2 separate regions of the Ovis aries genome follow, and region 1 is linked to region 2. Evidence: chromatin contacts called from public Hi-C data. All regions are on one chromosome and are shown on one strand. The core of a region is the stretch at or near the end of the contact, and the rest is flanking DNA. Distances in the headings are between cores, read along the strand shown.

What was found. A called contact is a pair of places that touch in the nucleus more often than the background predicts.
Region 1: a Hi-C map of tail adipose tissue shows a contact between it and region 2, with 5 times the contacts expected there. The contact joins the promoter of FOXC1 here to the enhancer-like site in region 2. A contact is called at or near these places in 10 of 16 Hi-C or Micro-C datasets (blood, hypothalamus, liver and 5 more).

What each region holds. Positions count from the first base shown.
Region 1 is chr20:50,689,853-50,696,256 of ARS-UI_Ramb_v3.0, reverse strand. FOXC1 (forkhead box C1) reads left to right here and starts at 3,197. Exons shown (of 1, transcript XM_027958725.2): 1 at 3,197-6,404. The coding sequence starts at 3,209. The coding sequence ends at 4,870.
Region 2 is chr20:50,362,421-50,368,423 of ARS-UI_Ramb_v3.0, reverse strand. The region is part of intron 4 of GMDS (GDP-mannose 4,6-dehydratase); the gene reads right to left. Among named protein-coding and RNA genes, the nearest start is that of GMDS, 100 kb to the right of the region's middle. Within about 2 kb of position 4,608, at least 15 of the 54 cell types and tissues checked have an H3K27ac peak or open chromatin away from gene starts, as enhancers often do. A contact at or near this core is called in liver and tail adipose tissue, where this site is marked.

The DNA.
Region 1 (6,404 bases), core at 1,948-4,447, 330 kb before region 2:
TGCGAAGGCATTTCTGCCAGTTAAGGTCGTGGGGACAGTGACTGAACTATATGCAAGGGGCATCAGAAACCCTAACCGAAATTAAAAACCTCACCCCATTCCCTGAAGACTTCATTTCTGCGCCTTCGTGTCCACATACCACCACCACCGACAATAATAACAGAAGTCAAGTACTTGAAATACAATCAAGCCGTTTAGTGGAGGTTTGCTTCCGAGGAAGCTTATAAAACACAAACGCAAATATCTTTTCCTGGCGAATATCCAGAGCGCGACCAGGGGAAAGTTGATCTTCGTAAACTGCACCCTCCTTTTCCCCCCGCGCGCCAGAAACTCATTTCACAACGGCCACTTTCATCCCCAAAGCGGCCCAGCAAGGCTGGCTGTCGGATTTGCAGTTTACGTAAGGAGCTCTTTCCACCTCTCGGGCCTCGGAGCCAGGAGCAGAGAGGCCGCGCGGGCCGGGCAGCGCGCACCACGTCTCCCGCGCGAGCCGCGAGCCCCCGCGCCGGGAAACCGGCGAGTCTCCTTGGCCGCGTTGATGCCCGCGCGCCGAGAGCCGTGGAAACGCAGTTTAAAGGCCGAAGTCGCCAGAGGCCGAGGCATTCGGAGCGACCGCTGACTTCCTCGGCCTCTAGGCTGCTCCGAAGCCGGGGCGCCTACAAGGCCTCGGTCAAGGCAGCGGATTCCGGCGAGATGCGGGCGGGTGCTGGACACCAACGCACTGTTCGCTGCTCCTCCCTCCACACCGGGTGTTCAGGAGCACCGAGCCTCTGCCCGTAACTCAGGGTTTCGCGGCGGCGGAGACGCGGCCTGGTGGGTGCCCGGGAAGCAGGCCGGAGCGGCCCAGGCGCTCTGCAGGCCGCGCGGCGCCGGGAGCCGGGCTTCGGGGAGGTACCGCCTGCTCGGGAGGAGCAGATACCGCAGATTCTCCACGTCAGGGTCCACTCGGAAACCCAACAGTTTAACACCGCACAGGCCGGCGCCCTGACACTCAGCGCAGCTGTGGCTGGGGCTGCGGAGGAAGCCAGACTGGAGCCGGGAAGCCCAAGGGCTCCCTACACGTCCTCGCAGTTCCAGACGGTCCGAACCGGGGTGGAGGCGTGAGGGGCGCCCGGCGGCTCTTCAGAGCCCCCGAGGCGCGCAGTTCCTCAGGAGAGGGCCCGGAGGGCCGCTCCATGTTGGCCGAAGTGCAAAAAGCCCCGCAGGCCCAGAGGCCGGCTCCTTCCTGCCCTCCATCCCAGACCCCAGAAGCGGCAAGTCTAGGGTCCCCCGGACCCTCAGAAGGCCCTGCAGGTGCGATTCTGAACGCCCCCACCCCCATCCCCCATCAACCCTTTGGCTCTGCAAGCGGCAGCCACGCGGGGCGGGGAGGGAGGTGGCCGTCTTTACCCGTCACCCGCTCTCATCACTGAGTTCGCAGCCCGCATCCTCCTTTAGGAGGCCCTGTCCGAGAACCCCTAGAGGAGTCCAGGGACGCCCAGGCTCCAGGAGAGCGCTCTGCAGACCCCCATCGCCAACGCGGCCCCAAGCTCTTGGCAAGGCCCCATGTCCCCCTCCCTTGTTTCTACTGGGGAGGGGTCTCGGGAGCAGCACAGTTCCCGCTGGCCCTGCTTTCGGACTCGGAACTGTGCCTTTTTGTAACCCTGCTCTGGACTGGAGAACTTCCAGGTGGGGGGGACTGGGGACTTCTGGGAAGGAGGGAGACTGGTGGCCAGGAGTGGAGAAGAGGGGAGGGGAGAATAGGGGAGGGGAGGGGAGAATAGGGGAGGGGAGGGGAGAATAGGGGGGGAGAATAGGGAGGGGAGAATAGGGGAGGGGAGGGGAGAATAGGGAGGGGAGAATAGGGGAGGGGAGGGGAGGGGAGAATAGGGGAGGGGAGAATAGGGGAGGGGAGAATAGGGGAGGGGAGAGCAGGAGAGAGGAAGGGAGAAGAGGGGAGGGGAGGGGAGAATAGGAGAGGGGAGGGAGAATAGGGAGGGGAGAATAGGGGAGAGGGAGAATAGGGGGAGGGAGAATAGGGGAGAATAGGGAGAGGAGGGGAGGGAGGGGAGGGGAGGGAGGAGGGGAGGGGAGGGGAGGGGAGGGGGGGAGGGAGAGGAGGGGAGGGGAGGAGGGAGGAGGAGGGAGAGGAGAGGGAGGAGGAGAGGGAGAGGAGGAGGGGAGGGGAGGGGGAGGGGGGAGGGGGGGGGGGAGGGGGAGGGGAGGGGAGGGGAGGGGAGGGGAGGGGAGGGGAGGGAGGGGAGGGGAGGGAGGGGAGGGGAGGGGAGGGGGAGGGGAGGGGGAGGGGAGGGGGAGGGAAGGGGGAGGGGAGGGGAGACCCGGGCGCCGGGTGGGCGAGGAGGGGCGGGGAGGGTGCGGGAATGGGACAGTCGGGGCCCCAGGGCGCCGGGACATCCGGGAGCAGCGGACGGGGAAGGGTCTGCGCCGGGACCGGAGGGCCCGGCCGCGCCGCGGGAACAATGGGCGTCCGGCGCGGGGCCCGGGGCGGGGAGGGGGCCCGGCGCGGGCGCGGGCGGCGGGCGCGGGGGGCCCTCGGGCGCGGGCAGGGGCGCGGGCAGGGGCGCGGGCGCGGGCGCGGGCAGGGGCGCGGGCAGGGGCGCGGGGCCGGCGCGCGTGCGGTCAGCCCGCGGTCCTCCGCGGCGGGGCGCGGGCCGGCCCGCTCGGCCTCCGGCTCCGTCGGAGGCGTTCCCGCCTCCCATTGGCCGCCGCCGCCGGGACGGGGCGGGGCCGCGCGGCCCGGAAAAAATGCAACTGCGTAAAAAAGTCCTCGCCTGGGTGACGGATGCGCAAAAGTCCAGGCGTTTTCCCCATGCTTCCCTGAGCGGCCGGCGCGCGAGAGCCTGAGGAAGCAGACGCGGCCCGGGCCGGGGCCGGCGCGCTGCCCCCGCCCGCTCTCTGGCCGCCCCGCCGGCGGCTGGGGCTCAGCCTCCGCGAGGCGCAGGCGGCGCGGCGGGCCGGGCTTCGGCTTGCTTTCCAGCCGGGGCTCCGCGCTCCCGCTCCCGCCGGGCAGCCGCGGCGCGCGATCCAGGCCGTCGGCCGCGTCCTCGTCCGGCCCTCTCTGCCGGCCCGAGGCGCCCCGGAGCCGGGCGCGCGCAGAGGCGGCGGCGGCGGCCCGGCACCGGCCCGCGGGCCCGGACTCGGACTGGGCGGCCGGCCCGGAGAGGGCGGGGGGCGGCGGCGGCGGCGGCGGCGGCGGCGAGCGGGGGCCATGCAGGCGCGCTACTCCGTGTCCAGCCCCAACTCCCTGGGAGTGGTGCCCTACCTCGGCGGCGAGCAGAGCTACTACCGCGCGGCGGCGGCGGCCGCGGGGGGCGGCTACACGGCCATGCCGGCCCCCATGAGCGTGTACTCGCACCCGGCGCACGCCGAGCAGTACCCGGGCGGCATGGCCCGCGCCTACGGGCCCTACACGCCGCAGCCGCAGCCCAAAGACATGGTGAAGCCGCCCTACAGCTACATCGCGCTCATCACCATGGCCATCCAGAACGCGCCGGACAAGAAGATCACCCTGAACGGCATCTACCAGTTCATCATGGACCGCTTCCCCTTCTACCGCGACAACAAGCAGGGCTGGCAGAACAGCATCCGCCACAACCTCTCGCTCAACGAGTGCTTCGTCAAGGTGCCGCGCGACGACAAGAAGCCGGGCAAGGGCAGCTACTGGACGCTCGACCCGGACTCCTACAACATGTTCGAGAACGGCAGCTTCCTGCGGCGGCGGCGGCGCTTCAAGAAGAAGGACGCCGTGAAGGACAAGGAGGAGAAGGACCGGCTGCACCTCAAGGAGCCGCCGCCGCCGCCGCCGCCGCCGCCGCCGCCGCCGCCGACGGCCGGCCGCCAGCCCGCGCCCGCGCCCCCCGAGCAGGCCGACGGCGCGCCGCCCGGGGCGCAGCCCCCGCCCGTGCGCATCCAGGACATCAAGACCGAGAACGGTACGTGCCCCTCGCCGCCCCAGCCCCTGTCCCCGGCCGCCGCCCTGGGCAGCGGCAGCAGCGGCGCCGCCGCGGTGCCCAAAATCGAAAGCCCCGACAGCAGCAGCAGCAGCCTGTCCAGCGGGGGCAGCCCCCCCGGCGGCCTGCCGGCGGCGCGGCCGCTGAGCCTGGACGGCGCGGAGCCCGGCCCGCCGCCCGCGCCCGCGCCCGCGCACAGCCAGGGCTTCAGCGTGGACAACATCATGACGTCGCTGCGGGGGTCGCCGCAGGGCGCGGCCGCCGAGCTGGGATCCGGCCTCCTGGCCCCGGCCGCCGCGTCCTCGCGCGCGGGCCTCGCGCCTCCGCTGGCGCTCGGCGCCTACTCGCCAGGCCAGAGCTCGCTGTACGGCTCGCCCTGCAGCCAGAGCCCCGGCGCGGGCGGCGCGGGCGGCGCGGGCGGCGGCGGCGGCGGGGCGGGGGGCCCCGGGACCTACCACTGTAACCTGCAGGCCATGAGCCTGTACGCGGCGGGGGAGCGCGGCGGCCACGTGCAGGGCGCTCCCGCGGGCGCCGGAGGCTCCTCGGTGGAAGACCCTCTGCCCGACTACTCCCTGCCCCCGGCCACCAGCAGCAGCTCCTCGTCCCTGGGCCACGGCGGCGGCGGCGGCCAGGAGGCCGGCCACCACCCCGCGGCCCACCAAGGCCGCCTGGCCTCGTGGTACCTGAACCAGGCGGGCGGGGACCTGGGCCACCTGGCCAGCGCGGCGGCGGCGGCGGCCGCGGGCTACCCGGGCCAGCAGCAGAACTTCCACTCGGTGCGGGAGATGTTTGAGTCGCAGCGGATCGGCCTGAACAACTCGCCGGTAAACGGGAACAGCAGCTGTCAGATGGCCTTTCCTTCCGGCCAGTCCCTGTACCGTACGTCCGGGGCCTTCGTCTACGACTGCAGCAAGTTCTGACCCCCCGCCTCCGCCCCGCCTGCCTCCCAGCCGGACCGAACCGAGCCGACCCGAACCCCGGAGCAGGAGCAGCCAAAAGGACCCTCAGCGCAAAAGTGAAACCAAAAACCCAGTCCGTAAAACGTCCACCGAACTAGCAAACAGAAGCCCTCCACACTTTCAGGTCACCAGCATGAAGGAAAGGCTTTCTTCTCTTAGAAGATGGATTCGGAGCCACCTCCACTTTGCTTTATCTAAACAAACAGAACCGTAAAACTGTTTTGTACAGAGACAGCAGAGTCATGGTTTGTTAAAGGGCAGTGTTTCTCCAGATAACACGTAAGTTTCTTCCTCTTTTCAGAGAACACCTCTCCTCCTCCTGCCCCGTCCCTTGCCCTCTCACCTGTAAGATATTTTTATCCTCTGTTGGAAGGAGGGAGGAAGTCCCCCATATGTGGAGATGGCTTTCTTATTATTCTTGGACTTGTTTTAAAATGTAAATTGCAACATAGTAATTTATTTTTGATTTGTAGTTGGATGTCCGTGGACCAAACGCCAGAAAGTGTTTCCAAAACCTGACGTTAAATTGCCTGAAACTTTAAATTGTGCTTTTTTGATTATGAAAAGGGAAACTGTATTAATCTTATTCTATCATCTTTGCTTTCTTTTTGTTGAGCATATTCATTGTTTATTAATAAATCACCATTCAGTTTGAATGAGACCTATATGTCTGGATACTTTAATACAGCCTTTAATTCTTATAAGAGAAAAAGATTTCAGAGATTAAAACACTAGAAATTACCAATTCTCCTAAATCTCTGAAAAAAAAAAAAGTAGAGACATCCTCTATTTCTGGTCAAATTACACGTGTAAGTCTCTTTTTGTTTAGATTTATTTTTTCCTGCGGCATCTTTTGCAAAAGTACTGTATAGTCAGCTTGCTTTGTGGCTAGTAAAAAGAGATTTTCCTAAACATATCTGAGTTGGCATATGCACAAATGCATTTTCTCAGTAATGACTACAGGATTCGGAAATTTCAAGCCCATGAATCAGCAGCAGTCTCACCACAGTGATACCTGTGTGTGGAGAGGCGGCTGTGCCTTCAGATACACATTTGAATATTTGGCTTGTGTATCACTTAAAAAACTGTCGCACATATCAGACATCCCTGTGAGCCGAATGCTGGATGAAGTTTCTTCCTGTTAATTTCACTCCTTTTTAAGAGGGGGATAAAAAAACCTAGCTTTTAAATGTGTGTATATAACTCATCCACATCTACAATCCTTCATGTCCAATGTAGGATTGATTTTTATTTTAATGTACTGCGGGTTGGAAAGGGATATTTAATCTTTGGGAAACTATTTTAGAAGATATGTTTGTAGAACAATTATTTTTTGGAAAAAGACTTAAAGCAATAACAAGAAGGAAGGAGCGGGAAGCAGGGTATTTCAATCCAGGTGGTTTCTTTTCAGTCCCATTTTTCTTGTTAATTTACAGTTGAGCGTCTGGGGCGGCCCGCTAGCCCCCTCCTTTTGTAAATAACCCAGGAAATGTAA
Region 2 (6,003 bases), core at 3,359-5,858:
CAAAGTCACTGTCTGCGTTTAGCCACCACGTGTCTCATCCTCTCATTCAGCGTAATTTAGCCGAGTGTGACAGACTCGCTATTCCACAATCAAACACCTAGTTCCCACTCTTCAGCGTCACATTTTAAAAAAGGCATCTACTCTAGATCAGGATTTCAAATATTTCCTAAGAAAACCGTTATATACGGAAATCTATCAGCTGATTCTTCCCAAAAATATGGTTTTGAAAAAAGACTGACGTTTTCATCCTCAGCTTTTCTTACACCTAATGTTTATTTTAGACAAGGTGTGGCTAATACCGATAGGCATAGCAGCATGGCAAAGACCTGTCATATCATCGTAGAATTTTAGGGTGGAAAAGATTTCAGAGACCACCCAAGCTAACCCTCAGTCCCCAAAGCCTCATACCCCATTTCACAGATGTGCAAACTGAGGCCCAGAGAAGTTACAGGTTTGGTTTCTGAATTCTGCTTTTCATGACTAAAAAGACTCCAGCCAGCCTAAGTCCTTCTGTTTCTCATCATGGAAAAAAGAAAAAAAAAAAAAACACCCTGTGCTAGTATTTAGGATGTTTTACATTTCAATAGATTGATCACAAACATAAGATCAATGAGGATTAAATCGTAAAATAATTATACAGTTAAAGCTGGGCTAAATAAATATGCATCTATACATTTTCAATATAGTGAAATCCTGTTATCGTTCAGATTCATCACAAATTTCTAAGAGATAAACAACAAATTTCCAGCCATTAACTACGCTTAACTATGTTTTCTTACTGTTTCAATTGTCCCGACAATCAGTACTGCCCTCACTGCAGCGCTATTTCATGGGCATGTCTGCACATGCAGTAAACTGTCCTGTCTAATTCTGTGAAGGTCCCCTGATGAAGGCCTGAACTCTCCACACAACTTGCATGAAGTACAGAGTCTTCATGACGGTCTGATGGCTGCAACAATCGCGTCTTCCGTTTAACACAGATGGAGACTGCAAATAACAGTGACAGCAATAGGATCTGCAAACCTGAGAAATCACGGCTCTACACACAGCGTCGGGTCCCAGGACAGACACCAGGCAGACAGACAGCCCGTGAGCACCGCGCCAGCGCCTGGGAGGAGGCCGCGCGGCCGTGGGGGCGAGGAAGCGCCCGGAAGCACAGGTGGGCACTGTACCCCTGCCCTTCGCTGCCGTGGTCTTACACAGAGAACTGTGATTGTCATCCCTGTGAAAGCACTCAACTGCATCAGCAATTGAAAAACAAGGAGTAAGCTGAATCAAAACGCTTTGTAAACTTCCATTTTATTATGAAAAAATATGAAATTAACTTGCAGTGCTTCTATTAAATATTTCATGAGCATATGAGCTGACTTTGAGATTTCTTTTCTTTTTAAATGTGTCAAAATTCTAGTGAAATGCTTTTACTAAAAGCAGTAAATGCAATTTATGCTATATTATAAATAATGAATTTTAATGGTTTGAAATTCATCAATAAAACCTCTGACCAGAAAACTGCATGACCATGATGCTCAAGTTGTTGAAACGCACATTTTCCTAAATGACATATCTGTGCACACTCTTTCAGAATCAGGACGGCAGAGTACGTTTGAAAACACAGAAAGAAAATTCAACAAAGCCTGTCAAAAGAGAAAGCGGGAGAAAAAACTGGCAAGCTAATAGTTTACACCTTAGAGACTTCTCAAACGGTATTATGGATTAGTCTCTGGGTCCTGTGCAAGACTCATCATAATAAAAGGTGTTCAACTGGAGAAGTGGAACCCTTGAGAGGAAACCGAGAGAGAAGGAAGCAGGCAGAGAAACAAACTGGAGACATGAAAAGAGCCCCCACATCAAACCCTCAAAGAACACAGTTAGGAACGCAAGCGTTCAATCCAAAAATAAGGTGCAACCTGTAAAAAAGAAGAAGGAATTTTTAAAAGGATAAATTTGCAGCCAAAACTGGACTTTGGGCATTTAAATTTACTAAATTATCCACAGATAATGAGTACTTCACGAAGAACAATAGTTACGTGAGAAAGTATGCTTTAGGATTAAAGTCTCTCTTGTCTATCAATATAAACAATTTTAAAATGCTTACATATTTTAAAATATATCAGATTTTTAAAAAGCACAATTTAGGCATAGTCAGAATGAAAAGCTAAGCATTAAAAGAACAAATATTTTTACAGTATAATCCTAAACAGTGTACTCCATTTTACTGATCAACTGAAATGCCACCTAGTTAATTATACAGAAGATAACACAATTAAAAACAAATACTCAAGAGAAGCAGTACAAAAGCTATCATTATATTATAGTACAAACTTTCAAATATCTAAGGTTTTGTAAGATTCATTTTACAAATGTAAAACCATTATGAATTATAATTAGTTATGATTTCAATAAAATTTTAAAAAACCTCTATCACTCATATAAAATCTGTTTCTCTATTTTGAAAGTGCATCAAAAATTATTTATAGAGAGCATCTTTTCTAAAATCCATCTGAAAAACTGTAAGCAAACTGGAAATTTTTAATTGTTCTACATTTAATTATTTGCACAAAATATTCATATTATTTTATCAAGGAAAACTAATGTGCTGATGCTAACCTAAAAATAAATATATACAGGTTTAAAAAGTTTTAAAACAGTGTTATTCTGTGAGATTTGCCAACTCTAGACACGATTCTTAGAAATCAAGTAGTCAGAGGAAGTGGAGTTTGCAATATTGTCCTTTTTTTTGAAAAAGGTCACATAAATAATCTGCCAGGTACTCTCCCACCAAGAAAAAGCACATGCTTTAAATCTAATGATGGCCGCAGAGGGACAAACGTGTAAAATAAAGTGTACAGGCACCTGCAAATCATATTATATTCTGGCCAAAAGCTGTCTGCAAACAGTACACGTCGATCTAAAACAAATCGTATACACTCTTAGCTAAATCTCAAACTAATGCATTTGATACACTGATAATGATTTATAAAGAAATTTATATACAGTTGTAACTAATTCAAACAACATAGACTTTGATGTTAAGGACTGTAAGGTGGTGAAAGTTTCATCTTATAAAATTCCATTTAATTAAATTGAAAGCTCACAAAATTCTAAAATAATTACATGTTTAGGATCAAACTCAAATCTGGATTAGTTCAAATGTTTCTTAGTTCTTACATTTACGGAGCTCACACTATGAAAACAGTGAGAATAACGCAGACCGAGCTGTGCAAAGTGGAGTTAACACAATGGCTTGCTGAACTCGGAAAACCAGAGCCCACGTGTCAGCGTGGATCCTCTTGCCCTACCGGCGTGTGACAGGGTAGAACCCCTTCATCACTAGCGAGTAACAAGCGGCAGCTTTGTTAGAGCAGCTCCGAGGCCGTGGTGGTGCCCAGCGTGGGCCTGGCCTGTCGGCCACAGCCGTCTCCGGTGCAGCAGCTACGCTCAAGTGAGCCTTCGTGAAGGCTGAGAAATAAATTATATTAAGTGCTGCGTTTTGAACCTAGAAATGAGGGAAGGGGCTGTTAAGATATCAAATTTACTAAAAAAATAATTATGTGAGAAATAAGTTGCTGTCACAGAGAGACTTGCCAGGCTCACGGTGTCGGAGCGGGTGGTCACACACACCTTTGGGATCAGTGTTGTGACACGGAGATGAGGCTGGGGGGCTGGTGCGCCTGGGGCAGAGGGGAGAACAGGAAGGCACGCAGGCGGCTTCCTGACAGCCGACCGCCGGTGCTCCGAGGAGCCCTTCCGATGCCCACGAGGAGCAAGCCGCCGGCCTGATTCAGCAGCTCGGGACGCGCCCCAGACTGCTCTTTCACAACCTGTTTCCACGTCTCACATTTCTAATGAGCACAGCCTCACTTCTGCAGACCTTCCTGGCCGTGCTCTAACCAAACTCAAATCTGAAACTTGAAAACTACCTTGGAAATTTGTGGGCAGCCACAGAAAGGCCCCGGAGAAGCAGACACATATTACATGTTAATTGTAAGGATGAGTGTCACCTTTTATGGCGATGATGTCATTATTGAGGAATGCTAATTAAGACATTAGATGACTTGCTGATTGCAGACGCATTCTGAAGGAATCTATTTGTCCTCGTTCGCTGAACAGCAGATCCAGCGAGGGGACGGAGCCGTAAGAGACTGCAGTTCCCGTTTCTGAAACGCTGCCTTTGAGTGAACGTTCCCATGGACTGTTTGCCTGATTTCTGGGCTGACACTTCCTCCTGGGAACCGGCTCGAGTGAGCAGGCGGCAGGCTGTCCCTGGCCGCGCTGCTGGGTCTGGTCTCTCCTTGGCTGTCCCCGCCCGCCACCCCAAGCCCTCGGCCGGCTCTGGACCGTGACATGCCTGTTGTCTTAGCCGAGTCCTGTCGTCTTCCAGGACTGCGTGCCATACCTTCAAAGATTAAGCCTTCCCACGTGGGATCTGTCCAGACAGCCAGTGTATTGCAGCTTCTCACGGCCTTCTGCATCCTCCTACACCCTGGTGTTATCAGCAGTGGCTTTCTTTCCTATTTTGTGTCTAACTACAGGACACAGGCGCCCGGGCTGATAGAAGCCGGTTCTCACTGTCATTCCCGTCTGTTCTAACTGCCAGGCTGACTTCCGCAGTCTGTGACACTCTGCCGCCATCTATGTGCAGAAACGGGCACAGCACCGCCCACCCCCTCAGCTCCCCTTGCTCCAGAAACAACCCTGTTTCTGATCCGGACAGATGAGAAGGGAAGCTTCAGGAATAATCCGCTTTCCCACAAAAAAAATGTAGCAGCTTCCCAGGAACCTCTATTTACTTCTCTGTGAAGCAACCTTCTTAAACTAGAAGAGGACTAAAATGCGTTATTTAACATAAACCAAAACCACAGTCTTTTCCATTACTGCTGTTGACAAATTTTAGCAAAAATGGCCACTTCCACAGCATCATGACAGAAAAAGAAGAGGTGACAGGAAGTTGAAGCTTTAAGTCACAAACAATTGCAATAAAAATAATTTTGCAAAACTGCCAAATGATATGGTCACTTTTGTAATATTCATATTTAATATAAAGGAAATGTAAAGAAACCAGATTTTAAAAGCATCTACTCACATTATTTCAACTAGCAACAGCACAGATGTAATCACCTAGCCATCATCAAACGCCGAAATGCTTTCTCTCTAGGGAAGGCAGAGAAGCACGTCAGAACCCTAGACAGCCCTCAGCCTTTCCGAAGGTGTGGACTACACAGGCTCTGAAGTGTCCCAGTAGATGTCAACATCAAAAAAGCAAACAAACAAGAAAACCACTCCAGGGTGAGTCATTCAAGATCCTCAAGCAAAACAAACAAAAAAACACACAAAACCTTTCCTCTACTGAGCTTTTAAACAATAATTAATCTACTCAGTAAAGGCAGACACTGGTGTTTCTGATCAGGACTAGCGAGGCTGTCAATAGTCCTAGAGAACAAGCCTCAGAGGTTTAGCTTGTCAACACTACTGGTTTCTGAAAGACTTTTTACTGATACAACAACTGGCGCCAGTGAAATGCACAGGGGAGGGAGGGAAAGGAGACTCGGAGAGAAGGTGAGCCCTGATTCAGCCAACACCACCAGCAGCGCACCCTGGCCGCCCCCACAGTGACCTTCCATTCACGGCGGCTGCACAACTGCTGTCAGCAAACACGTCGTCCAGCAAGCGCCCCCCTTAATCACCAACACGCTGACCGAGCACAGGGCTCCCTGGTGGCTCAGCTGGTGAAGAACTCGCCTGCAGCGCAGGTGACCCCAGGTGGATTCCCGGGTCCGGAAGATCCCCTGGAGAAGGGACAGGCTACCCACTCCAGTGCTCTTGGGCTCCCTGGTGGCTAGATGGTAAAGAATCCACCTGCAATGCAGGTGACCTGGGTGGGATCCCTGGGTCAGGAAGAGCCCCTGGAGAGGGGAACGGTTGACCACTCCAGTACCCTGGCCTGGAGGATTCAGACTGCATACCAGTTGAGCTCATCATTGAAATCAACTTTCCCTAAGAACC